Linked DNA regions of Zea mays: regions 2, 3 and 4 are each linked to region 1. The links are chromatin contacts, called in public Hi-C maps. All regions are on one chromosome and are shown on one strand. The core of a region is the stretch at or near the end of the contact, and the rest is flanking DNA. Distances in the headings are between cores, read along the strand shown. Region 1 holds the start of LOC100277845. Region 2 holds the start of LOC100194103. Region 3 overlaps LOC100274068. Region 4 overlaps LOC100278465.

Region 1 (6,100 bases), core at 1,825-4,324:
ATTATAAAGCAAGCAAGAGACACCTAATTTTGTGGTGATCCTTGTGGGGTCTTAGTGACCCGTGTGATTAAGAAGAAGCACTCGACCGGTCTAAGTGACCGACTGAGAGAGGGAAAGGGTTGGAATAGACCCGGACTTTGTGGCCTCCTTAACGGGGACTAGGTTCTTTGGAATCAAACCTCGGTAAACAAATCGCTGTGTTTATTTGTGTTGATTTTCACTCGATTTGTTTCCCCTCCCTTCCTCTCTCTAAAATTCCCTTGCTCATATTGTTGTGAGTTGGCTCTCAAAGTTATCTGCATTGATTGGGCAACTACTTGCAAGGATAACTATCTTCCGCACTCCGAATTATTTCTGACATTAACCCCGGGCATAATGTGTGTTTTAAGTGTATAATTTTCATGTTTCGCCTATTTACCCCCCTCTAGGCGACTTTCAAATGTTCTCCTTCACTTGTGATGTCTACAACCATAATCAGCTCAACATTTGGACTATCACCCTTGAACACTTATGTTGAACTTTAAAAGTTGTGCACTAAGCACTTGTCCAACACTTAACACACTTGTCAGTCCTTTAATTGGGTTGTCATCTAAACCACCAAAAACCACAAAGAGATCTTTCACCGGGGTCCGTGGTTCATGGCCGTACTGCTCGGTCTCAAGATTTTTATTATAAAATCACTAGAGCTCTACTATTTATGGTTCGGTGTGCCATCGAACCGTCTCCAACGGGTACATCCAACGAGCGCCAGCACACCAACGACTAGTTGACGTGGTCTACGGTCCAGAGGCTCATCAGACTTGTCAGGAGGCTCGTCGACTGGTCTGGTGCCACACCCGTCGACTTGGGATCGAACAAGAATGATGGCAAGAGGACGAAGCGCATCAAGAAGATCATCTACTACGACTCCTCTTACCCTTCACACAAGGACGACGATTCCACCTCCTCCAAGAAAAATACGGTTAAACAAGGTTACTCTAAGACATCTTTTATTTATTCTCGCATTCCTTACAATTTCAATGCTCATTTGCTTTCTATTCATCTTGGCAAGCCTGCTCGCTTTGATGGGAGGACTATTCTTGGTGGAGCCATAAAATGCGTAGCCATATTTTTTTGCTCCACCCTAGCATTTGGGATGTCGTAGACAATGTAATGCAATTGCTAGGTAGCGATGATAAAAATTATAATACTATTATTGCCCAATAATCTATTCATAATAGCGCCCAAGCTAAAGAGGTGCGCTAAGGGATCCTTTTTATAGCCCAAAGAGGTCCATAGGCGTTGCTCCTTCCTTCTAAACATCGATGAAATTGTGTTGTCTGCGAGGACATCAAACCGGGTCTGTGCACACCTTCTCCGGGATCTGATTTGGTGCTTTCCTTAACTGATTCACAGCGGACCGATCCGATGCACCACCGGACCGTCTGCCACATCAGCTAGTCGTTGGCCTTCAAACTCCACCGGGAAGTAGCCGTTGGAGGCGGTCCGGTGCGCCATTGGACCGTGCAAAGTGAAGGGTCGATGATTTTTATAAATAAAATCTCGAGACCTCAAAGTTCAGCTCTGTAGGCGGTCCGGTGCACATGGACCTGGTTCGATGCATTAGGTCGCCTAACACTAAGTTCTATGCCCTGCGGACTTGATCCGGTGCACCACCAGACGAGTCCGATGAGGCCTAGAACAACCCAAGTAAGGCTGTTTTGAGCCTAACTTCTTCAAATCCTTTTGGCTATTCTTGGGAGCTTTCCAACAACTTAGACAAACATAATTAGCACATATTCCAATTGATTAGGTGTGGAGAACTCACCTTTTACTTTGTCGTTCACCATGATTTGCATTTTGGCTTAATCTAAGTATTCGAACCACTTTTCTCACAGGATAGAGTTAGAGTTCAAATAAAGTGCTAAACACATAGTATTAGACACATGCAACTTATCTAAGTAATCAAACCTCATGATTTTACCCTTTTGTCCAAAGCTGCACACTTTAGCCTTCATTTTAGTTCTTTAGGATCTAGTACTTTCAAATTGACTTCAAGTGCTTGTGCTCGTACTCATATCAAATTAGTTAGTCCATGTTGTTGTGCTAAACACTTAATCACTAAAACATGTAGAAATGGTTATCTAACACATTTTTCTTTCATAAGTAAAACAGGAGATTTATATTGTAGATGTTATTGTTTGTTGATGAAATTTGAAATAAGAGATATAAGAGCAACTCGAAAAGCCTAGCTAAATCGATTTGTATCGGTAAAAATAGAAAACTGATGATTAAAATAGGATCCAACAAACTCTCTTTGCTCCTCTCTATGCTATCCTGCTCAGCATCACGTCGAGGTCTCTAGCCATATTTGCTGAGCTCACCTGCCTCGCCATCTTCATTCTCTCGTGCATCCTCACCGTCCCTGCGCCTTGCCGTCGTTGCAGCTCACTGTCCCACGCCCTGCTGTCGCCATGCCTCGCCGACCCTGCGGCTCACCTTACCGCGCCTCGTCATCGTCGCGGCTCGCCGTCTCGTGCCTCGCCAACCCCGCTCCTTGACGTCCTCACGGCTTACAGTCCCCATCGTCCTCGTGGCTCCACGCCTCGCCATATTTGCGGTTCACTGTCCACGTGCCCTGCCATCCTAGAGCCCGACATCGATATGTCAAATGAGACAGGAGAAAAAGAAATGAACATGTGATTATAATCAGTGATTTGAATATTGATAGATAAGATTTGAAGAGTCTGTTGTGTCATATCACCTTTTTATGAAACTCTTTATTTTTTAGAGTTTTTATAAAACTCTAAATTTAGCTAAAATTATATCTAGTCTTTTAGAGTTACTCTAACAAGAGATGAGATAGCGAGCTGGCGAGCTGCTGGAGACAGCCGAGAGTAGAGATAGTAGAGGAGACTAGAAACTCCATTAGGCCTAGCCCAGAGTCAGCTAGGGATGCCGCCCGATCCACTACGTACTGAAAGCGATCCCGGCCCATGAACGCTAGTGGGTTGTAATTCGGCTTACCCAAGTACCCAGCCGTTCCTCCACACCTCTGCACTACCCGAAACCCACGCCCAACGGCCGTTTCCCGCACCCCCTATCCGGGAAGGAAGAAAGCCAGAACTCACCCCTGCTTCGTCTGGCGGCGCCGTTTCCCGCACGCGATGCCGTCGACGGCGGAGGATTTCCCGGCGATAAGGAAGCTGGGGAAGCTCTTCCGGCTTACCGAAGTGTACCTCTGGTAAGTCTCCTGTCTCCCCTACCCGCTTCTCAGCGTAGGGTTTGCCGTTTGCGAGGAGTACGTCTCCTCAAACTACTCTCTCTTCCTGCAGGGACGATTCGTATGGCGCTGGACCTCACGATGGACAGAAGAACGGGCGCTCGGCGGAGGCTGCTCTCGTGGTACGGTCTCTGACCCGCTTTGGTGTAGCTCACTCTTAAGCTTTCTGAGTTGGGGGTGCGCTTGTGCTTCGACTAGTAGATGGCTAATTTCGTCGGGCTACTGGTAATTTCTTGGTATCTGCATTGTCGAGAAAGAAGGCCCGACGCATAATTTCATGCTTGCCCAAGAGTCTACTTAACACAAGGAATTGGTTTTGTGGCGTGGTTTGTGCATTGCGCCCAAACTGTAGCCTGTACAAAATGTTAATCGTCGCGTGCATTTTAAACAAAGTTTTGTATTATACGACAAAATACCCTCGGCACATTTGTTACAGACTACCGATAAGTGCATACCTATTTCTCCTAGTTCTATCAGGAAATAATCCTGGACCTCGAAATGACAGCCTCGTCTGGCTAGAACCCTACTAAACATTTTGAGTGATCACTTTTCATTACTCATTTTCTTGATGAAAGCACATTACTGACATGGAAGTTTGCTACATAAGACATAACACTTCCTTGTAGTGCTTTATTTAATTATTGACCGATGATCTTTTTGGAAAATTAAGCTGTATTAAACAATTGTAGCTTCGGTGATGATTGTTGGATTAAGCATTAGTCTGCTGCAGTCCTCTTCTTGATTCTGATATGACAGTTATTTGTTGATTAAAATAATGATGGTTTGCTTTACACTTCGATCTCCTTTGAGAGGAAAACATGTGAAGGTGTGGACTAGATCATGTATAGACCAACAGCATTATCTTATTAAAACACTTCTAAATAACTTAGCAATTTCATAACCATTTTTACACTTCTGAGGAATTCATCTTGTCGTGAAAGAGTCAATTAACTTAGCTGCTTAGCAGACTGTGTCAAGCTTATTACTTGTATGTTGTGCCCTACAAATTACTATGAGGTTTATAATGTACATAGCAATTTGACGACCTTCAACTTTTCAGGACTCTCATACAGATAAAACATGCAATGAAGCATCCAATAGCACTGACAAAGGTTAGATGTATTTTTCTTGTATTCTAGTATCTTCCTTGGTCAATTTTCTTTACAGAGGATGTTACAATGTACTCTACTTTTTTTGTGTGGAAACAACCCACTAGAGAAAAAAAATCACTTCATTTGAGAAATCTTAAGAATCTGAACTCTGAAGCTCAGCATGCTTCCACACCACCACTTTTCAGGCCACTGTCTCTTCATTGGAGTAAATGACGCTTCTTTTAGAGAGAAAGAGAGGGGGGGGGGTCTGTTTATAATTGAATCAAGAGATTTTATTGGTCACCTGATTTCTGTTGCATGACGTGGGACCTGGATAGACTTCAGATTTGCCTTAGTTGATAAGTTCACCGGCACTAGTGAAAGAAAAGTATATGGTACAGGTACTCTTATGAACAGGCAACCACTTAGCAATTCAGCATCTAATAGAGAAGGACCAAGTCTTCAACTAAAGTCACAATATACCTTTAGTACTATTAGAGGGGCTGACCCTCCTTGTCTAGTGCTTGTGAGATCATAGGAGATGGGGCGTGGTGGTTAAGATTGTGGATCATATTCGCCAAGCTCCCAGGGTCAATGTGATTGAGGGATGTGGTATGCTACTTGTGAAAGGGTTCAAAAAGGCCAGGATGACATTGTTCCTACATTCCTGGAATGGGGATGACACCCCCAGGACAAGGAAGGTGGCACAGTTCCACGTTCCTGGTGACATGTTGTGTATCAAATGGGAGGCCAAATCACCACGGGATTACTCTAGGAAGGGAAGATGATGTTGATAATTTGAGTCATTGTTGCAACATCTGTTCATGGTTTCATGCCTCATTTTATAAGTCATATTGCCCACACATAACATTGTAATAGTAAAATCAACACCAGTTATTTTACGTTTTCCCTTGTATGTCAACCGATTTCTTACTGTGTATATGATCTGTCTATCAATAGGCCATTTCTTTGTTGAAGATTTGGAATTGGTCAATCTCATGGGTTCTTTGGGGCTTCCTGTTTCATTCAGCACAAGTAAAGTGGTCAGTTGCTCACATAGTGTGACACCATGTTACTGTTCCCTACCGGTTCCATTGCTTAATTCCTTTATGCATTGCAGAACAAGAACACATGCAACAAGGGAAAGAAAAAAGGAAGACAAGCACCGCTCAAAGCAGCAAACACTCAAATCAATGATGCTGTGAGGATATGTATCAATACTGAAGATAGAGAAAATTCTGTTGAATCATTGGATGCTATGGAGCAAACGCACTCATGCAATTTATTTGTGACACCACTGGGTCAAAATGAACCCTCCCGTGATGACACTGACAAGAGGCTTAGGGAAGACAGCTCTTGTGTTGAAGAACAAGAAGAGTCTGGCTGTAGCACCATCTACTCTGCTGGCAAAGCCCCTGGCTGTGATGCTAAAAATCATCTCACTGAACTTGGGGCTTTTGAGCTTTCTGATAACTTGGCCAACTCAGCAAAAGAAGAATACTCAATTCAAGAAAATCAAGCTTATGAAAGTGTGTTGCTAGATTCTGAAGAGATGTCAAGGAATGACTGTGTTGATGATGAATCTACACATTCCTGTGTTGGCATTTATCAGGATGAAAGAGTGTCCACAAGGGGAGATCAAACATCTGAAGAAACTCTATCAGTACCCCATGATTACAATGATGTTGGCAGAGAAGCTAGTCTAAGTTTGGCAGAGCCATCATCTATTGATGAGCATGCACAAAGC
Region 2 (6,100 bases), core at 2,474-4,973, 460 kb before region 1:
TCTTATGTTTGTGTCTGTGCCTTTCTAGACAAAAGTGTGGACATCTGGGGGAAGAACGACTTCTTTTTCCGCGATTTCTCGCTGGAAACAAACTGATCCATACTACCATTTGACTTGTGCAACTTCGGATCTGTGGGAAGTTCATTTTCTTCCCGGTAAGAGCCCTTCTGCTCGACAAGCATCCTCGGTGGAGTTCTCACAGGACTGACTGGATGTTGTGTAGCCTCGTGGGCTTTCCGGCGCTGCACATGTTCAGCTCTCCATCTTCTCAGCTCCTGCTCAGCACCGAGCTTCCCCTCGTTTGCACTCTCAGCCCTCTCCAGCGCGATTTGGAGATCACTCTTCTTTTCATCCATCTCCTTGGATGCTTCTTGCAGCCTCTCTAGGTTCCTTGATTCGGACTCTTTTGCCAACTCTATTTGTGCAAACGCGGCTGCCACCCTCTCGCTCGCAAGTTCCTCGGCTTCGTGAACCCTCTTGCTAAGAGCATGGTACTCGCTTATAGGAAGCGTTACTCCTCGAGGAGAAGCACCAGCGCTTCCTGCGTCATTGCTCTCTTGCATCGCTTGAACTGCCGCTATGGCTAGCCCCTTGGATGCTTTAGACGCCTCTATTTCTTTCAGAACTGCACGCAACCTGGTATCTGCAGTTGTCGCAGAAGCCTTAGTTCGCTCAGCTTCTTCCTTGGCCTTTCTCAGTTCTTCTTGTGCCAAATGAGCTGCCATCTTGGCATCGTCTGCCTCCTGGGCTGCTTGCTGCAACATCCTTGGAAGCTCCGCCATCATTTCCCGAGTTTCTGCTTCTTTCTTATGTACCAATTCTATCTCTTGCTCTGTCCTGTCGAGCTCAGCTTCTAGAGAAGCAACTGTGATGCATGCCATACCCTCAGTCTGCTGCAATGTAGCAAGTGAAGCTTTCTCCCTATCAAGCTCTGAGCTGAGTGATTCTACAACAACTCTTACTAAATTGGCTTCAATTCTTGCGTTTTCTAATTTCCCTTTAAATTCAGCAAGCTCCTTCCTCTTTGAAGCTAGAGCCTGCTTGATTGACCTACTAATTTCTTTTGCTTCGTCGGAACCTTGCTCCTGAACCATTCCAGCCTCTTCATTCAATTTGTTTTCCACATAGGCAGCTAGCTCACTTTTCAGGCCAAGTAGTTTGCACTCGTTTTCATGAGCTTTGGACTCCACATTCCTTTTGGATGCAATTTGTTCGTTGAGCTGGTTTAGCTCTGCTTGTGCCTCTTCTAGCTCTTTCTCCCAAGCCAGGAAATCCTGCTCTTTGGCCATAGCTGCCCCAAGTCTGTGCTCTTCAGCTTCATGGTGTGAAGCATGGGCTAACTCGAGAGACTCTTTGGATGCAATAAGTTCTAAAGTGAGCTCCTCTACTTGCTTCTCAGTATCCTTGGCAGCACAAACAACTTCCTCGGCCCGTTTAATGGCTGCATCCCTTTCAGTGGCTAATACAGCATATTGTTCATGTGTTGATCTTAGCTCCTCTTTCAGCAATTTGAGCTCCTCAACAGCCTTTTCATGTCTTTCTTTGGCAACTGCCAACTGTGTTTGGGCTATTACACTAGCGTCATCATCAATCCCCTGCTCCATCTCTTGTGCCCTAAGCAGGGCAAGCTCAGAATCTTGCTTTGCTTGGTCCACTTCAAGCTGTGCCCTCTCCAGCTTATGCTTCAGCTCGTCGACAAGTCTATTAGTTCTCTCTAGCTCCTCAATGACGTCTGACTTAGCCACCTCAGCGGTTTCCCAGTCTTCTTTGAATTGTGGAATCTCCTGCTGAACCTTTTCAAGTTCAAGGTGCACAACCCTGCGTCTCTGCATATAAACAAAAATTTACTTTGTAAGATACTATAAGACAATAGTTTCAACGAGGTATACTCGTGTTCCTCAAAGATTAATAACTCTATGTGTATGGCGATGGAAATGAACATAAAACAAGATAATCATGTGTCTGATAATGATCCATATTTGGTGTGAAACAAAGAGACAATACCTCTAATGACTGAGCCCTGTAGGCTTTCCAATCAACAATTCCTCCAAACTTGGTGACAGCCTCTTTAACAGACTCGAATGGTGCACTAGTGTCAACAAGTCCTGTGTATGAGCCTTCAGATCCCTTTACTGGTTCTACTTTCTTTTTGGGGGTGGCAGCAACGGTCTCATGACTATACACATTGTCTTCTTCAGATTTCTTTTCAACTGTTGGCCTAATATTCGAACCAGTAAAACCATTTTCGGATATGGTTTCAACTCCATCCTTATTTGTTACAGCAGCATGGTCTCCCTCATCTTTTGACGAATCATCCGATGCCTGAGTTGGTTGTATGTGGGAGAGAATTTTCGGTGACAAACTCCCGTCATGGCCTACAGGGGGCCCCAGTTCTTCCTGGTGCTCTGTCAAATTGTGGGGCGACTTCTCTTTGATTTCCAGTGATGTATCTGGACTCTTAACAGAAACTGGTGCCATATTTTCAGCATTCTGTGCTCTTGTTTTCCCATGACCATTAGTATCAAGAAGTTCCATGGATTCAGGAAAAGGCGAGTAATTTTTTTTCTGTTATTCAGCAGAAACTGTCAACTCCATTCCCAAAGCTTAGCGTTCACTGTTTTTTACTCCTATAAACAGAAGTTCAGGAAAAAATGTCACCTTACAGAAAATAAACTGCACATATATTATTACGGGTAAACTAAGCAGAATGAGCTCATACCGTACACCTCCTTGTAGTCGGAGATAGTTTTATTATTATCACTACCATTCATACAGTATGGAAAACTAAAAAAACTTCAGCAATTTATGAATCACCCCGTTTCATGTGCATATACCATGGAACCATCCACAGACACTCTTGTGTGCAGTAAAGATGACAGCGGGCAGCACAGGAGAAGTGTGATCCGGTGCTATAAGCATGAACCATGGGCACTCACCGACACGGAGTCACGAACCAGCTCAGCAATTACTGCTCGGCAACTGTTCCACACTTCCACCAAACCTCTTTCCGTTCCGTTCGTGTAGCCAAATGGTCTTTCCAACAACACATAAAAAGGCAACAGTTTTCTACTTTTGATAAAATCCAAAGCAAACAAAGCAAGAACGTCATGATCAAACAAGATGATGCTGAGATTGGGTCAGCTAGCTCAGAGTTGTTGCTGTTCTACCGTCGCCTCTAATCCATGGATCGCAGCCGCTGGGCCTCAAGCACTCGAGCTTATCTTAGCATCGAAGCTATAACCAGGAAAGGCGTGTCACCTCCTAATTCCAGTTCCAGCTCGTATAGCAGACGAGCTCAAACCAAATCCTCTTAACCGAATATTTATATATCTACCAAACGACAGAAACCAATCCTTGCGTTAGGCGACGCTAAACAGGAACCACAGCCAAAACCAGGAAAGCTCCAAACCCCGACCAAGATCTCCCACGGCACCAGCAAAAGCCTCCGGGCCGCGGAGCCGAACGCATCCATGCGACGGCAGCACCGAGAACCCGTCAACCAAATTCACCGAAACCAGCCTCGACGACAAAATCACTGTGTCAAAACCAAATTAAGCTGGCAAAACTACAGCAGAAAGGAGTGAGCTTTACCCGGTGTCCGAGGGGCACGGACACGCCTTGCCCGGCGAAGCGACCGGGGGCCTTCGGTTGGGGTCTCCGCCGCCGGCGACTCTTTCCTTGTTCCGAGCCTCTCTCTGTGTCGTCCGCCTGCCTCTTTTTTTCCTTCTGCCGTAGTGCCGTGCTGTGTGCGCGTGTGCTTTTGCGTGTCAAAGCTTTGTTGTCTCTTATGCTCACGTCACCGCGCACTCGTCCCCGGGCCGGGGCCCGGGGGAGGGGCCGAGGCCTCAGCGCACCGCAGCTCGGGATTAGCGATAAGCTGGATTAGGCTACGTGGCTCGCTTTTGTAAATAAAGCCTCGCGCTTTTGTCGATTAATTCTGCAGTAGTCCAAACAATCGACTTTAGGCATGTTTAGTCCCTAATTCTCCAAACACAAGAACTAATAGAGGGACTAAACCAGTTTAGTCTCTAGTCCCTCCAAGAGCTCTTAAACGGGACTAAACAACAAAATTTTCTCTCATGCCCTCCAGCTGCATTTGGAATATTTGAAATATATTTGTGGCTGCTTCTTATTTGTATACTCATTTAGAATATTTGAAACTCATTTGCTCATTTGAAATATAAGCACGTACAGGTGTTTGTATAAGCACGTGCTCGGTTTGTTTGTATAAGCACACAGAGGTGTTTGTATAGTGCTCGGTTTGTTTGTATAAGCACGTACAGGTGTTTGTATAAGCAGCAGGGGCAAGCGTGAGGGCATTTTGGTATTTGTATATTGCTTTAACTGTGTTTAGCTCGTGTTTAATCTCTAGAACCGAACAGGGTAGGGACTAAAGATTAGTCCCTTAACTAAACTTTCGTCTTAGGACTAATAAAATCAAACAGGGCCTTAATTCAAAGCGAACAGCCCATAATTCTACTATTGGTTTTCGTTAACACTTATCTACTCTAGCATTTTAGTACACAACTTTTATCCTCGTCCTACAATTACCTCAGCGTCTCATCAACTTTTTTTACAAACTTTTAGTTGCGAATAAAAATGTATTGATTACATAATTAAGTAAATAAAAATTGCATAATTCATAAAACATAAATAAAAACTGCATAGCCTAAACATAAAATTGAAAATAACACATATCATAAATATCTATACTATAAAAGAACCAGTTTCCTTTTAGCCACGGATACCGTTAGATTAGATGTTTGATTTCAATCGTACGCTCACCAATTGATGCATGAACGCAGAAGTTTTTTCAGCGCTACTGTTAGATTAATCTTTTATCTCGATCGCACGGTCATGAATGCAGAGACTCTTTTTGTCCAATCGCCCGCCGCCATGCTCCTCCGCTCGCTTCACACGCCCATTTCGTGCACGCAGCCGCCTTCATGCGTCACGACCCTCATCCAATGATCGCCTCCCATCCGGCCATCCCGCTTCTTCCGCTTTAGAGATGGCAACGGGAATTCCCCGTCAGGTTTTAGCTCCCCAAATCTGTCTCCACGACGAAAAAATTTCCCTGCGAGAATCCCCACGAACATTTGCGGGGGATATTTCTTCCTCATCCCCATTCCCCGCGGGGATAAATCCCCGACGGAGATCCCCATCTCCGCTTAAATTATAATTAAATCGTACTTCATTTATTATTAATGTAAAACATTGTCACTTATACACAATGTTAGATGTAAAAATCATTATGTGCACATTAAAATCAATGTATTTGTATAATGGGTAATCTTTTGACAAGATATTTTTTATTTTTATCATTAACTATTACATAAAAACATTGTCACATGTAAGTTTAACGGGTCCCCGTGGGGAACGGAGATGAGGAATGCTTCTCCATCCCTGTCCTTGTTTACCCGTCGGGAGAGATTTTTCCCCCGTTTACATCCCCGTGGGGGAAGAAACTTCCACATCCCCATCCCCTAATAGAGAAATTCCCCGCGGGGAATCGGGGATCGGGTCCCCATTGCCATCTCTATTCCGCCCCCTCCCCGTGTTGCTTCTCTCCCTTCCAGGTCGGCCGCTTCCTCGCCAACCGCCTCTGTGACTGTCGCACACGTCTCCGCGCCGTACGCCCGCCTCCGCGATAAGGATGGATCCAGGTGCGTCCATTCCACTTTATCTCTGTCTCTCTCACGGTGGCCTACTTCTCTCCTATCCAGATCCGCCACCTCCCCCTCCGCGACGTCGCCGGAAGCGCTTTGCCGCCAACTTCGCTTGGTTCCATGGGGTGCAAGACCAACGCCGCTACCGTGTACACCTCCCACCAGCGCCACGCCGCGTTTGTGTACGTCGCCATGGGGTCGTACATCGTCGCGTGGCCCAGGGGCCCGCGCCCGTGCTCGAGGTGGAGCACTGCATCGTGCGCCCGAACGCGCCCGCCGAGGAGGCTGATAGTTTCCGGGTGGTGCAGGTCGTGGTGCTAGGAAGGAGGTGCGGCTCTCAATGATGTGCACTCATTGGGTGAATGTCCGATCTTTCGATGAGAGGGTGTGGAACAACTCGATTGGTGTAGGAGACGATGTTCACGGCCTGA
Region 3 (6,100 bases), core at 2,603-5,102, 360 kb before region 1:
GAGGTCACAAGGGACATACAAGGAGATATACCGTGGTGTATGCTTTTGTCGATGATGTGGTACTTATTGAGGAGAGTAGGAGTGGTGTTTCGCAAAAGTTGGAATTGTGGAGGCAGACGCTGGAAGCAAAAGGTTTTAGGCTTATTAGGTCTAAAACAGAGTATATGAAGTGTGATTTCAGTGCCATGGGGTATGAGGATGGCGATGTTAGTCTTGATGGGCAAGTGGTACCCAAGAAAGACACTTTTCGTTACTTAGGATCAATGCTTCAGAAGGAGGGAGACATCGATGAGGATGTCAGTCATAGAATTAAAGCTGGATGGTTGAAGTGGCGACAAGCTGCGGGTGTCTTATGCGACCCCCGGGTGCCACACAAACTAAAAGGCAAATTCTACAAGACAGCAATCCGGCCGGCTATGTTGTATGGAGCAGAATGTTGGCCCACTAAAAGACGACATGTCCAACAACTAAGTGTGGCAGAGATGCGTATGTTGCGCTGGATATGTGGCCACACAAGGAGAGATCGAGTCCGGAATGATGATATACGAGAGAGAGTAGGAGTGGCGCCAATTGAGGAGAAGCTTATGCAACATCGTTTGAGATGGTTTGGACATATCCAATGAAGATCTGAAGAGGCACCAGTGCATATCGGAATAATTAGGCGTCCCGAGAATGTGAAGAGAGGTAGAGGTCGACCAACCTTGACGTGGACAGAGGCTGTGAAGAGGGACCTGAAGGAGTGGAATATTGATAAAAAGCTCGCCGTGGATAGGAAGGGGTGGAAGTGTGCAATTCACGTGCTAGAACCCTGATTTGTAGTTTCGCTTTTCCTCCTTAATCGTTTGACCTTTTCTTGTGCCCCTTTAGATCTTGCTGGTTCTTGTGGGTTTTATCTCTTTTTATGTGTTTCCCCGTTTCGTCGTTTTTCAGTTCTCTTTTGCCTTTGTCTCCCTTTTCTTTTCTTTGGGGGTTGAGCTCTGCGGTTTTCATACGGGGTTTCATCTCTAGCCTACCCCAACGTGCTTGGGACAAAAAGGCTTTGTTGTTGTTATATGTTTTTTTCTAAAATCTAAAAAGAAATAAAATGTTGATGAAAATTCTTGAAATCCTGCACCAAGAGTGAGCACAGAACAAAGTTTTTTGCTAGAGATGAACCCAACAAGGGCTGCCCCTGAAGTATATAAAAGTAAGACAAGTATGAGTAATAGCAATGTAGTGATAGTAAGGAGATCGATAAATTAGGTTATGGTTTGTCCACATGAAGTGCGACATGTGCTCCTATTGAGAAATTGCAGTTTCAAGTAGTTATCTAGGTAAAAGATCGACAATCATAAACTAAACATGACCTTTTTAAATGCTCATGTTGCTGTGTTGGTAGCATGCAGTTTAAGTAGTTCTTATTGTACATTCTAATGAGTGTCCCTACCTTCAAATTATTGTACTTATTTATACATTCATTTTCTATTGAATGCAATTGTACATTTTATTTGGATTTTCAGGAAGAAACTTTTTAGTCCCTCACATCTAGCCACTGAAATATGGTTTTTATCTTAATCCTCTAGTCTTCATATATATATTTATTTATTTGCAACTTATTCACATGTAGGTCATGCCATTAACTCAAACTCAACTTGAAGAAGCTATGGGACCAGCTAAATTTGAACAGCAGGCTGGGCCTGGCTTTTCGTTGGAGTCCAACAATGCTTTGTCTCCCACAGTAATCACAGAAAAGGTGTTGCCTTCATCTGCTAGTCCTATTAACTCCCTTCTGGCTGGAGAGAAGATTCAATTTGGTAAGCTGCACTTTTCATCAGTATTATACGATGTTTATTGTGACTTGACTTACAATGAATAACAATATTGACCAGGGGCAGTAACGTCACCAACCATGCTACCCCCAGTCAGCCGAACTGTTTCAAGTGGTCTTGGAGCTCCAGGTTCATCTAGGCCTGATATGAAGATCGATCGAGGCTTGCCTAGCGATAACAGTGGTCCTGATAAGGCAAATTCCAAGGAATTATGTCCGAGTACCGAGGATGCGGAAGCAGAGGCTGAAGCAGCTGCTTCTGCTGTGGCTGTGGCAGCTATTAGCACTGATGAGGGATCTCCAGCTGATGCAACTACTGCATCGGCTCCAGACAAGAGCTTTACAAGCAAGGATCTCAGTGGGTTAACATCAGGAGGTATGATCTTTGCATTGTCAACTACTTTAATTAAGACATTGCTATATGATTATGTAGCTATATTTATTGTGTTATGGACAAAACTGAAGCAGGGGCAAGAACAGGTCAAGCTGGTCAATCATCCACAGAAGAGCCACTCGCAGTTGCTCTTCCTGCAGACTTATCGGTTGATACTCCATCCATGTCCTTGTGGCCTCCTATAGCCAGTCCACAAGCATCAGGGCCAATGCTTTCTCAGTTTCATGGTGCACAGCCATCCCACTTTTCCTGCTTTGATATGAACTCGATGTTAGGAGGGCACATTTTTGCATTTGGCCCAAGTGACGAATCTGCTGGTTCTCAAGGTCAGCACCCTCAAAGAAGCAATGCATTGCCTTCAGCACCATTGGGAGCTTGGCCACAGTGTCATTCTGGGGTAGACTCTTTCTACCGCCCTCCAACTGGGTACGCTGGTCCTTTCATCACTCCGGGAGGAATCCCAGGCGTGCAAGCCCCCCCACATATGGTGGTCTATAACCACTTCGCCCCAGTAGGTCAATTTGGTCAGATGGGACTTGGTTTTATGGGAGCCACTTATATCCCTGGTGACAAGCAGCCTGACTGGAAGCAAAGTCAAGGGCCACCTATTGTTGGTGTAAGCCAGAGTGATCCAAACAGCCAAAATATGGTGTCTGGTCAAGTAAACGCTCCTAGTGTTCCTGCTCCAGTTCCACATCTACGCCCAACTTCTATCATGCCAATCCCGTCTCCATTGACCATGTTCGACATTGCTCCTTTCCAGGTATGCATTTTAATTGTTGTAGATACATGCCAAGACAGTTAGATTGCAAGTGAAAAAAAATAGTGTAATTAACTCTTGCATTTTTATGCTAATACAACGCTTTCTTCATTTGTTTGCTATTTTTCCAGACATCTACAGACATACAGATGCAAACGTGCTGGCCACATATGCCTGTACCTCCTCTACACTCAGTTCCATTATCAGTTGCACTTAAGCAGCATCCAGTAGAGGGTACAGCCACACAACAGTTTGTTCATAACGTGCCAATAGACAAGTCTGGTACAAATAACCGATTTCAGGAGTCCTCTGCTTCTGCTGGGCCATCAGACGGCAACAAAACCTTCCCAAATGCAGCCGTTTCTCAGTACAGGGATGAGTTAGGTCTTGTCGAACAGCCAGCCTCAACCAGCTCAAGCTCCCAAACTGTTCAGCCTTCGTTTGGCCAGGCGGGCTTGATCAGCAATGAAGTCCCAACCAGTGCCAAAGCCATGGTTAGGGTGACCCCATCCAAAGTCAACCCTGGAATTGCAGCAGGGGCGGCTGGCAGCACGAACGCCCCCCAGGTCACCAGCATACCTTCCAAGACCCATCAGTCCTCGTCATCATCATCAGACCCGCAATACCAGCATCTGGTTAACAATCAGGATCGCCGTGCCCGTGCGACTCAGAAGGCTGGTACTGGTAACGAGTGGCAGCGACGATCAGGGTACCAGGGTAGGAATCAAGGTTCTGGTTCCGACAGGAGTTCAGGCACTGGTAGGATGAAGCAGATCTACGTTGCGAAGCCCTCTGCAACAAGTGGCCATGCCTCGTCAGGCTAGAGAGTGGTGGTGCTGACTTCACTGAGCCTGCTCCACGCTGGTACACAGCTCAGAGCATCCTTGGCATCAGACACATGTGAAACATATTTTCGCTCCATGTCTGTCTATTCTGGTTTGTTTTGGTGATTGTGGCATGGTGCTGGTTGTGTATGTTTTTGGTTCATTTTGTTGCATAGAAGAAAATAGAGTGTGCTGTTGCACTGCAAAAAGACATTCGAAGCGATACCATATCATGCATGATAAATTTTGCAGCCGATGGAATCGGCTGCCCGTGTAAGTCACTGGTGTGATGTAAGGATTACTATTGTTTATTGTTACTATTTGTTGGCTGGCTCAACGTCTGGACAGGCGAGGAAATGTAACGTGGGGGGGTATGTTAATAAATGCCTCATATGCTACTTTGTCGGAACACATGCATCCCTATCCTGTTTTCTCAATTTATGTTAGTACTGCAAAATAGGATTCCTTAAATCTTGATGCGAGAATCAAAGGGTTTGTTTGGTATTTGTTGGGATGAACGCGGAACCAGACCATAATCTAGGGCACCAACAACAAAATGTTCTGCTCAACAATAAAACCCTAATTTTAGATTATAGACTAGTGTAGACTTTATGTTGGAAAAACAAACTTTTGAAACTATATCTTATCTCTACTAATCCTTAAGACGATAGTGTAGACTTGGCATAACCATGCCCCCGCCTCCATCTCCACCGTCCGATTGCGATGCCATCCTCGCTCGCGCCTAGCGCCGGATCCGCCCCCGCATGCCTCATCTGTCATCCATCCTCGCTCCCGCCACCGCCCTCGCCATGCGCGCAGCCGCCTCCATCCAACAACCATGCGGGATCCTCGCTCGCGCATAGCGGCCAACAACCATGTGCGTCGCCTACGACAACGTCGGATCCGACCTTCCTATGTACCTGCTCGCCACGGAGATCATCGGCTACGGCGGCCACGACTTCGCCTTTGCTCCCTACGGGGCCTATCGGAGGGCGCTGCGCAAGCTGAGGCAGCTCGCGCCCATCGGGGACAGCGAGACCATGTCCCTCGCCAGGGAGATCCGCCGCCGTTCATGTGGCGCCCGCGGCGAGCCAGCAGCAGCAGTCAACCTCGGCAGCCTGCTGGTCTCCTGTGCTAACTACATCACTGGGCTGGCGACCTTCGGAGACCGCTTCAGCAACGAGCACAAGGCGAAATTCCTGTCAGCGATGGCGGTCGTGCTGAGCAGCGGCTCTGGTTTCTGCGTCTCTGACCTCTTCCCGTCGATGCGGTTCCTGGACATCGCCACTGGGATGCGACGCCGCCTGCAGGTGGCGCATGAGCAGCTCGACCAGGTGCTGGACCAGATCATCGAGGCGTGAGAGGCGAGGCAGAAGGTCAAGGATGCTGAGGTGGCGGAAGACGACGATATTCTGAGCACCATGCTTAGAATCAAAGATGAGGAGGAGTTCAACTTCCCGTTCAACATCACACACATCAAGGCAGTCATCATTGTAAGACTGTCTCCAGCAGCATCCCCTAAATTCCGTCCCCTAAAGGAATATTCTCTGTCCTTTACAGAACACTCTAAAAGATTCTGCCCTCTATATATTCTCAGTCTCCAGCAGCGTTTCCTAAATTCCGTCTCCTAAAGCTACACTGTTAACAGATTCCCTTTTTCCATTTCTTTTTCAGTTTTCTTTGTTTTCTTCCCAATTCGCGCTATACAAATGATGTGCAAAAAAGTGTATTTATTAATTTTTTTAATTAATTATTTCGAATTGTCAACATTATGTACCATTGGCTGTTATGTTGTGTGCAATTATTGTCGATAAAACGTCGCATAGTATTTTATCGGTACGAAAAAATGTTTTCAAATTGACAAGATTCTACCGTAAGCCACAACTCTTCTTCGAGAAGCCATCGACTAGCTTCCTCTGCACGACACGCGGATGGCTTGTCTCCGAAGCCTACTTCTTTTATAAATAGCGAGTGAGGCTTGCATACTTCACTCAACCTTCCCTGTACAAACTCGACAACAATGAACCCCTACTTAGAATCGAATTTTCTTGTTAGGTTGATGGAAGAAATGGAAGAGGAAGAAGAAGAGTTGGATTTAGCGAGGCACATGCTCAATAGGAGGCGGCATGCACGCAACGAGCGTCGTCATGGTGGTTCGATTCCAGGGCGTGTTCGGATTCATCGTGATCACATGAGCGGCGATGCAAGAATCCGAGCGGACTACTTTGGAGCGCAACCTGTGTACACGAATGCTCAATTTCGTAGGAGGTATTTGAAATGCCCACATTCATTTTGCCCAGTACATAACTTCATGA
Region 4 (6,100 bases), core at 2,568-5,067, 300 kb before region 1:
CATCAGCCCAACGGCTAGCTGTCAGAACTAGCCGTTGGAGTCGACCGTTGGCGCACCGGTGGCGCACCGGACTGTCTGGTGCGCCCATGCGCAGAAAAGTGGTGGTAACGGCTAGTTGGTGGGTGAGGGCTATTTATACCCCCTCCACCCACCATATTCAATGTATTGCTGCCCACATTAATTCCAGCATATTGCTAGAGCATTGCAAGCACCAAAAGCCTAGTGAGGAGATTAGAGAATCTTAATTCCGCATTTGTTCCTCATTAGCGCTAGCGAGAGCCACCTAGAGCACACACCACTTGCATTAGGCTTCTCTTGGTCAAGTGAAAGTCTACGGCTTGTTACTCTTGGTGATCGGCATCACCTAGACGACTTGGTGGTGTTGGGAGCTCGGTGATCACCGTGAAGATCTTGTTGGTGACCCGACTCAAGTTTGTAAGTGGTCTCGAGGGATCCACCGCGCAGGAGTGGCAAAGGATCATCTCATAGTGAGCACTTGGTTCTTGCGAGGACCAAGGGGGAGCGATACCCTTGCGCGGGTGCTCCAACGAGGACTAGTGGAGAGTGCCGAGTCTTCGATACCTCGGGAAAAATTGGAGGAGTCTTCTAAACCTTGCTTTACATTCCGCACTTAATTCAAGCACTTTACATTGTGTATTTGTCTAGCAAGTATTTGAAGTATTGTCTTAGCATTGTTGTATTTCTAGTATTATTATCTTAGTGCTAGTTGTTAGGGTAAAGTTGGGCTCTTGCTTAGCTCTTGCTTAGGTTTTAATTAGTGTTGATTTTTAGAGAAGCCCAATTCACCCCCCTCTTGGGCATCGTGATCCTTTCACATACCAATCCTGGTACCTTTTCAAGTTTTTGTCAAACAGACATGGTTACCGTACATACTACAATACTACTACTAAAGTTAAACCTAGACACTAGTAGGGATATGTGTCATCGGTTGAGTAGTCACGACCATCGTCGTAGCCCACAAGTTCTTCATAGTTAATTGGTGACTCATCGTCTATCAGTAGCTCGTCTTCTGAAGCATCTTCTATCAGAAGCTCCTCTACTAGTTCCTCTTCTCGTCGATTTTCGTTTACTTCACAGTTAGGCATATTTTGTACCTCCCACTGAGTTTGCACTGCTACGTCTTCAAGATCCTTGGCGAGGTCGTCAATCTCAACTAATGCTCGGTTCATTTCATCCACCAAAGGTGAGTTGAAAGGCTGATTTGACGACATCAACGATGTCACAACTACGCTTTTGAACAACTCTGAGCAGAGTAGCCAGTGCTTTACGGAGCTTTTCGTTCTCCGATTCCATGGCTACATCAAACACAGTGTTCTATTAGTTAACACCGCCTACAAATTAACTATCTTAAACAAACTAGTGCATATGCCCTATGACTACACAGTTCTCATGAACCCTAAAACCATGAATGTACATTCCAACTCGCAGTACAATAAACACAACAGAAATCAGGGAGAACACAGTGTGGCCACATCCAATCTCTATGTATTTTTGTGCAAACAATTATCTGAAATGTGCACCTATTTTCAATTACAAGTTACTGACCATGTTGACATAAAAAGGCCTCATGATCTGGGAGACCGGACAAAACAATAAGGGATTCATGGATCAAATTCATGTTCATGAATTTGAATGCTCCGGATCTGGGAGAAAAAACCCCGCAAACCCTAAATGCCTTGCCACAAATCCGGTATAATAAATACATAGAATACAAATTACGATAATGAATCAGTAGTGTACGCAATGGATTTGTGTAGATCGTACCTCGTTCTTCGCGGATCTGGCTCGGTGGAGCGAATGGAAGAGGAAGACGACGGCGGCGACGAGCTTCGCTTCCTTTTGCCGGCAACCTTGGACGAAGTCGACGGACGACGAAGCCGTTTGCTGATGGTGACTCTTCGGCGACGAGCTGGGGGAACCTCGCTTGGAACTTGGATTGCGGTGGGTCGCGCCTCGTCGATTGCAAGTGTTGTGACCTCTACGCCGCCAGACCCGCCACCGCACGCCCTCTTCTCCCCCACATGCCTCGATGCCGGCGGCGAAGCACGCCGGATCGAGGGCTCGGCCCCGGGAGATGCAGTCGCCAGCGCGGGGTTGGAGGAGGCGGAAGTTTCCTCGCGGTGGCTGGTGGAGGAGTCGCGCGGATAGCGCACGCTCGGAGGCCTCCACATTTAGGGTCTCTGCCACATCCTCTATAATTTAGGGGACGCTTTAGAGTACCTTGTTAGAGGCGTAGGGGACCTGACCGTCCCCTACATTTACCGGACAGGACCCTTTACAGGACCTTGTTGGAGGCAGCCTAAGTGTTCTTCCCTTTCCTTTGAATGGAACCTTATAAATCAAAGATGAACCTCCTATCCTATATATGTAGGATTTATTCATAGGAGGCACCGAGACGACTTCGTCTGTGGCTGAGTGGGTCATGTCCGAGCTCATGAGGAACCCAGAAGCCATGGCCAAGGCCCAAGTAGAGGTTCAGCGAGCACTCGACAGCAAGAACCTAGGTGACCACGAGTCGCTCCTGGGCTGCCTGAGCTACACCGGCATGGTGATCAAGGAGACGATGAGGCTGCACCCGTCGCTCCCGCTCTTGCTTCCCCGCCTCTGCAGCTATGGCCATGTGGGGGAATGATAGTCGAATGAAATTTGTTAGGGTGAGTGGAGTACGTTCCTTTCATATTCAAACATACATTCCAGTTACATAATAAAAAAATGGCGTTTTGTTCTCTTATATGTCTTATGTGTAGGATGCAAAGATTTTTCGGAGGAACTTTATTATCGAACTGTTAAGTTACGAGGACAATTCGTGCAGATATGCCATCCCGGCAAATATATAACAGAGAGTTAACAATATTGTTAAAAAAGATTAGATTAGTGTACAAGGTGTCAACATATTTACTTATGATTAAGCATTATATATTTACTCTTTAGAAATTATTTGTGCGATTCCATTTCAATCTATTTGGGTAGACATATTTATATCGTTCTGTATCTATGTTTAATCACATATTTTGCCGTCATTATTGTACTCACACCGCCCGTCGTCAGGGTCCTAAATCTATTGGAGGGTCACAATTTATATTCCGTGGCATCGCACGGGCAGGTTCCTAGTATCATAAAATTTAGTCAAAAAATTATAGTACGCTCTCTCAAGTGCCTCAAATATACTACTCTCTCTGTCCATATGATTTAGTCGTTTTAGATTTATCCTAAGCCAAACTATTTTATCAACAATATATATATATAATTAAATTATTTTAAACTAAAAGAATTATATATTATGGTGGTTCATATCATAATAAATCCAGTAATTTTACCTTTATGTTTATACAATATGTGGTATAATCCGTTAAAGTTGATATTGATTAACTTAGGACAAATCTAAAAAGACTAAATCATGGGGATGGAAGGAGTACACCGTAGTGGGTTATACTATAATCTAGATATGAAGTTTTAGTGTTAGAACGAAATGTTTTGTTGTTGTCTTAAATTCTATAAAATATACTAATTTTTAAATTATAGGACATTTTTATATGTCACGTTAAAGGATCTAAGTTGTAGTATCTTTAAACAATTGAAATAGTGTCTTATAATTTTTTAACCAAATTTTATAAAATAAAGATACAGTTTTTTCTATATAGAGCGCTATATTTTAATTTGAGGCACCGATTTAAGTCTCACTTCGGGTCACGGTCTCCCACTCTCCCTGAACCCTTCAAACGAGCCAAGCCAGCGAGAACTTGTGAAGACTCCGGAACTCGACGCCGACCAGAGGTCGAAGGCACCAGGACTTCGACCCTCAAGTTGGAGTCCTCGAAGCAACAAACGGGAACAGAGCCACAGTACGAAGAGGGTTCACCTGCTAGGCCCATATCGGGCCCGCCGTCCAGATTCTCAAGTGGGCAGACATTTTGGTGTGATTAGGCGCAAGCTGATACTATATTGTAATTACTCTGTTGTACAATATATTCTAAAAATGTAGTAAGTAACGAGGGGCCGCTTGGATCCTGACGTGAACACCAATTAAAAATTTGATATGCCAGTTCAATTTTAGCTTTGATTAGGAAACGTTGTGTGAATTGGAATCTCATGGGCACCATTTGATGTTAAGGCGTTTGATGTTAAGGTGTGTTTGATATAGTTTCAGAATAAAACTTCAAGAAAGAGTTAGCCAACCCAAACATCCTGACTTTTAAAGTTGTAAATCCTAATTCTCTATAGAGTCTTGAGAGCTGCGATATAAAATTCTACAATACTTAAAAAGCATCCTGGATATAGAGTTTAAAGTTATTTAAACTAATTACGAGGAAACAATATACTCCAGAGGAGAGCTGCTTTTAAGCCTTGTTCGTTTGTGCCAGATTGGTGGGTCGGAACGATTCCTAACCGGATTGCTTCTCTAATTTATATAAACTTTGATTAGCTGGAACGATTGCAGGTGCAATCCGACACAAACGAACAAGGCCTTACAGAGTTCTTCTATTGAAGCGGAACCATGTCAAACAGCCTCTAAGATGGCTTTGAAAAGCGCACCTGTTTCTTTCTAGACTTGATGCGATCGTAGATGGCATCTGAAGCAATCACGACATGCTGACTGAGAGGGAAATAGAGAATTTGGCAACCTGTTCAAAGGCACGGGGTTTCAAATATCATAAAATTCCATTTTGTCAACAAGTCAAATGAACATTGCAGACATCTGTACTTGTACATTACGGGACACAACAACAGTTACCCAGCTGGTCCACCTCAATATCTGAAACCTTCCTGGACGATTTTACAGGAAGTCATTAGCAATCTACGACATTCCTAATAGATACACTACCAACAGGAAACACCTATCTTTTGGCTATCTGGAGATGAATGAACAGATTTATATACATCTGCCCACCTCCATCACTGCTATTCTTACAAACTTATTAGCTTGCATGAACCAATCCCATTGGCCCCTAAGCTTCCCCATGAGGATGACTGATCTCCTGAATCACAAAAGAGCTGCTAGCGTAAACCTGTGATTTCATGAATCATGTGGGCCGACCTAATAAAAACACAGGCGGCTTTGAACATGTTGACATACAAAGAATATATGCAGGGTCGTTTTTTTAAAAAAAAGAACATATGCAAGGTGAAAACTGTAGAAGAATCATGTTTTACCTTGGTCGTATCAGCATGCTTTTGCTGGTTTTTGCTAGACCCTCTTCCTTGTTCCTTGCTACCTTGAGTCTCCCCATCCAAGAAGTTCTGGTCTGATGATTCTGAAGAAGACGGACAGTTTTCTTTATAGCGTAACAGTAAAGCGCAGCAATACATGTATTACTCCAGTAGAAAATGCTAATGTCCCTTCAAATACAACGTCAGTCTGAACAGACATGCTAATATAACTTTTATTGTCATGAATGTGAACTTTTACCATATTGAAGTTTGTTAACTCTAGGTAAAAACACAGATCGATTCTGCATTGTTTCCCCCTTGAACATATTTACAAAGCACTACCTACCATGGAAGCATCATGCACCTACCTCTCCAAGAAAACGAATGCCCATGCTGGCGCAAACGGAAAGCAGCTGACCCCCTGGAATTCCTTTGCCTTGCATGGTAACTAGTATCTCTCTCTTGTCTTGGACCATTAGTTGATGCATCATCATCCATATAATCAGCTCCATCTCCGTCAACCTCGACAGTCCCCCAATATCCATGTCCCTAATGTTTTGTTTAAAATAGAGGAAGAACAATTTCATACATAGAAAAAAAAACCTTGATAAGTTGATATTGATAGAGTAGCGAGAACTTGTTGGCACTACCTCATCATATTTTGTGTTTCTACCATTTCCACTATAAGAAGATTTTTGCCATGCACCTGGAGTTGCATAGAATGATTCTGCCGAATTCATTTCCCCCTTACTACTGTACAATTGGTTAACAAATGATTCCTCCAAAAAGGTAATGTAGAGCATGTGCTTCTCATCGGTCCATCCAGACGATGAACCTGCATTCGACGTATCCTGGCAGAAGAGAATAGGAGTAAACCTAATAATCTATTAAATTCAACAATATCCTCCAATGATTGCGCTATTGTAGTATT

The links. Hi-C and Micro-C count contacts between places; a contact is called where the count stands out from the background.
Region 2: a Hi-C map of ear shows a contact between it and region 1, with 2.4 times the contacts expected there. The contact joins the promoter of LOC100194103 here to the promoter of LOC100277845 in region 1. A contact is called at or near these places in 4 of 25 Hi-C or Micro-C datasets (bundle sheath, ear, leaf and 1 more).
Region 3: a Hi-C map of tassel shows a contact between it and region 1, with 2.7 times the contacts expected there. The contact joins the enhancer-like site here to the promoter of LOC100277845 in region 1. A contact is called at or near these places in 2 of 25 Hi-C or Micro-C datasets (ear and tassel).
Region 4: a contact with region 1 is called in a Hi-C map of tassel, with 3 times the contacts expected there. The contact joins the enhancer-like site here to the promoter of LOC100277845 in region 1. A contact is called at or near these places in 2 of 25 Hi-C or Micro-C datasets (ear and tassel).

The regions. Positions count from the first base shown.
Region 1 is chr1:69,472,040-69,478,139 of Zm-B73-REFERENCE-NAM-5.0, forward strand. It overlaps LOC100277845, which reads left to right and starts at 3,075. Exons shown (of 12, transcript NR_158707.1): 1 at 3,075-3,223; 2 at 3,315-3,384; 3 at 4,323-4,374; 4 at 5,314-5,396; 5 at 5,474-6,100.
Region 2 is chr1:69,013,598-69,019,697 of Zm-B73-REFERENCE-NAM-5.0, forward strand. LOC100194103 reads right to left here and starts at 3,724. Exons shown (of 3, transcript NM_001359395.1): 1 at 3,592-3,724; 2 at 2,005-2,627; 3 at 1-1,826. The coding sequence starts at 2,535. The coding sequence ends at 3. It also overlaps a transcript of LOC100384560 not described here.
Region 3 is chr1:69,115,324-69,121,423 of Zm-B73-REFERENCE-NAM-5.0, forward strand. LOC100274068 reads left to right here. Exons shown (of 7, transcript NM_001348667.1): 4 at 1,607-1,793; 5 at 1,869-2,183; 6 at 2,276-2,964; 7 at 3,093-4,060. The coding sequence ends at 3,785. It also overlaps the pseudogene LOC103644705. Among protein-coding and RNA genes, the nearest start is that of LOC100274068, 11 kb to the left of the region's middle. Within about 2 kb of position 3,853, at least 6 of the 20 cell types and tissues checked have an H3K27ac peak or open chromatin away from gene starts, as enhancers often do. A contact at or near this core is called in tassel, where this site is marked.
Region 4 is chr1:69,168,369-69,174,468 of Zm-B73-REFERENCE-NAM-5.0, forward strand. LOC100278465 reads right to left here. Exons shown (of 6, transcript NM_001151737.1): 3 at 5,820-6,020; 4 at 5,538-5,718; 5 at 5,173-5,273; 6 at 4,662-5,056. The coding sequence ends at 5,036. It also overlaps the pseudogene LOC103644705. Among protein-coding and RNA genes, the nearest start is that of LOC100278465, 13 kb to the right of the region's middle. Within about 2 kb of position 3,818, at least 10 of the 20 cell types and tissues checked have an H3K27ac peak or open chromatin away from gene starts, as enhancers often do. A contact at or near this core is called in ear and tassel, where this site is marked.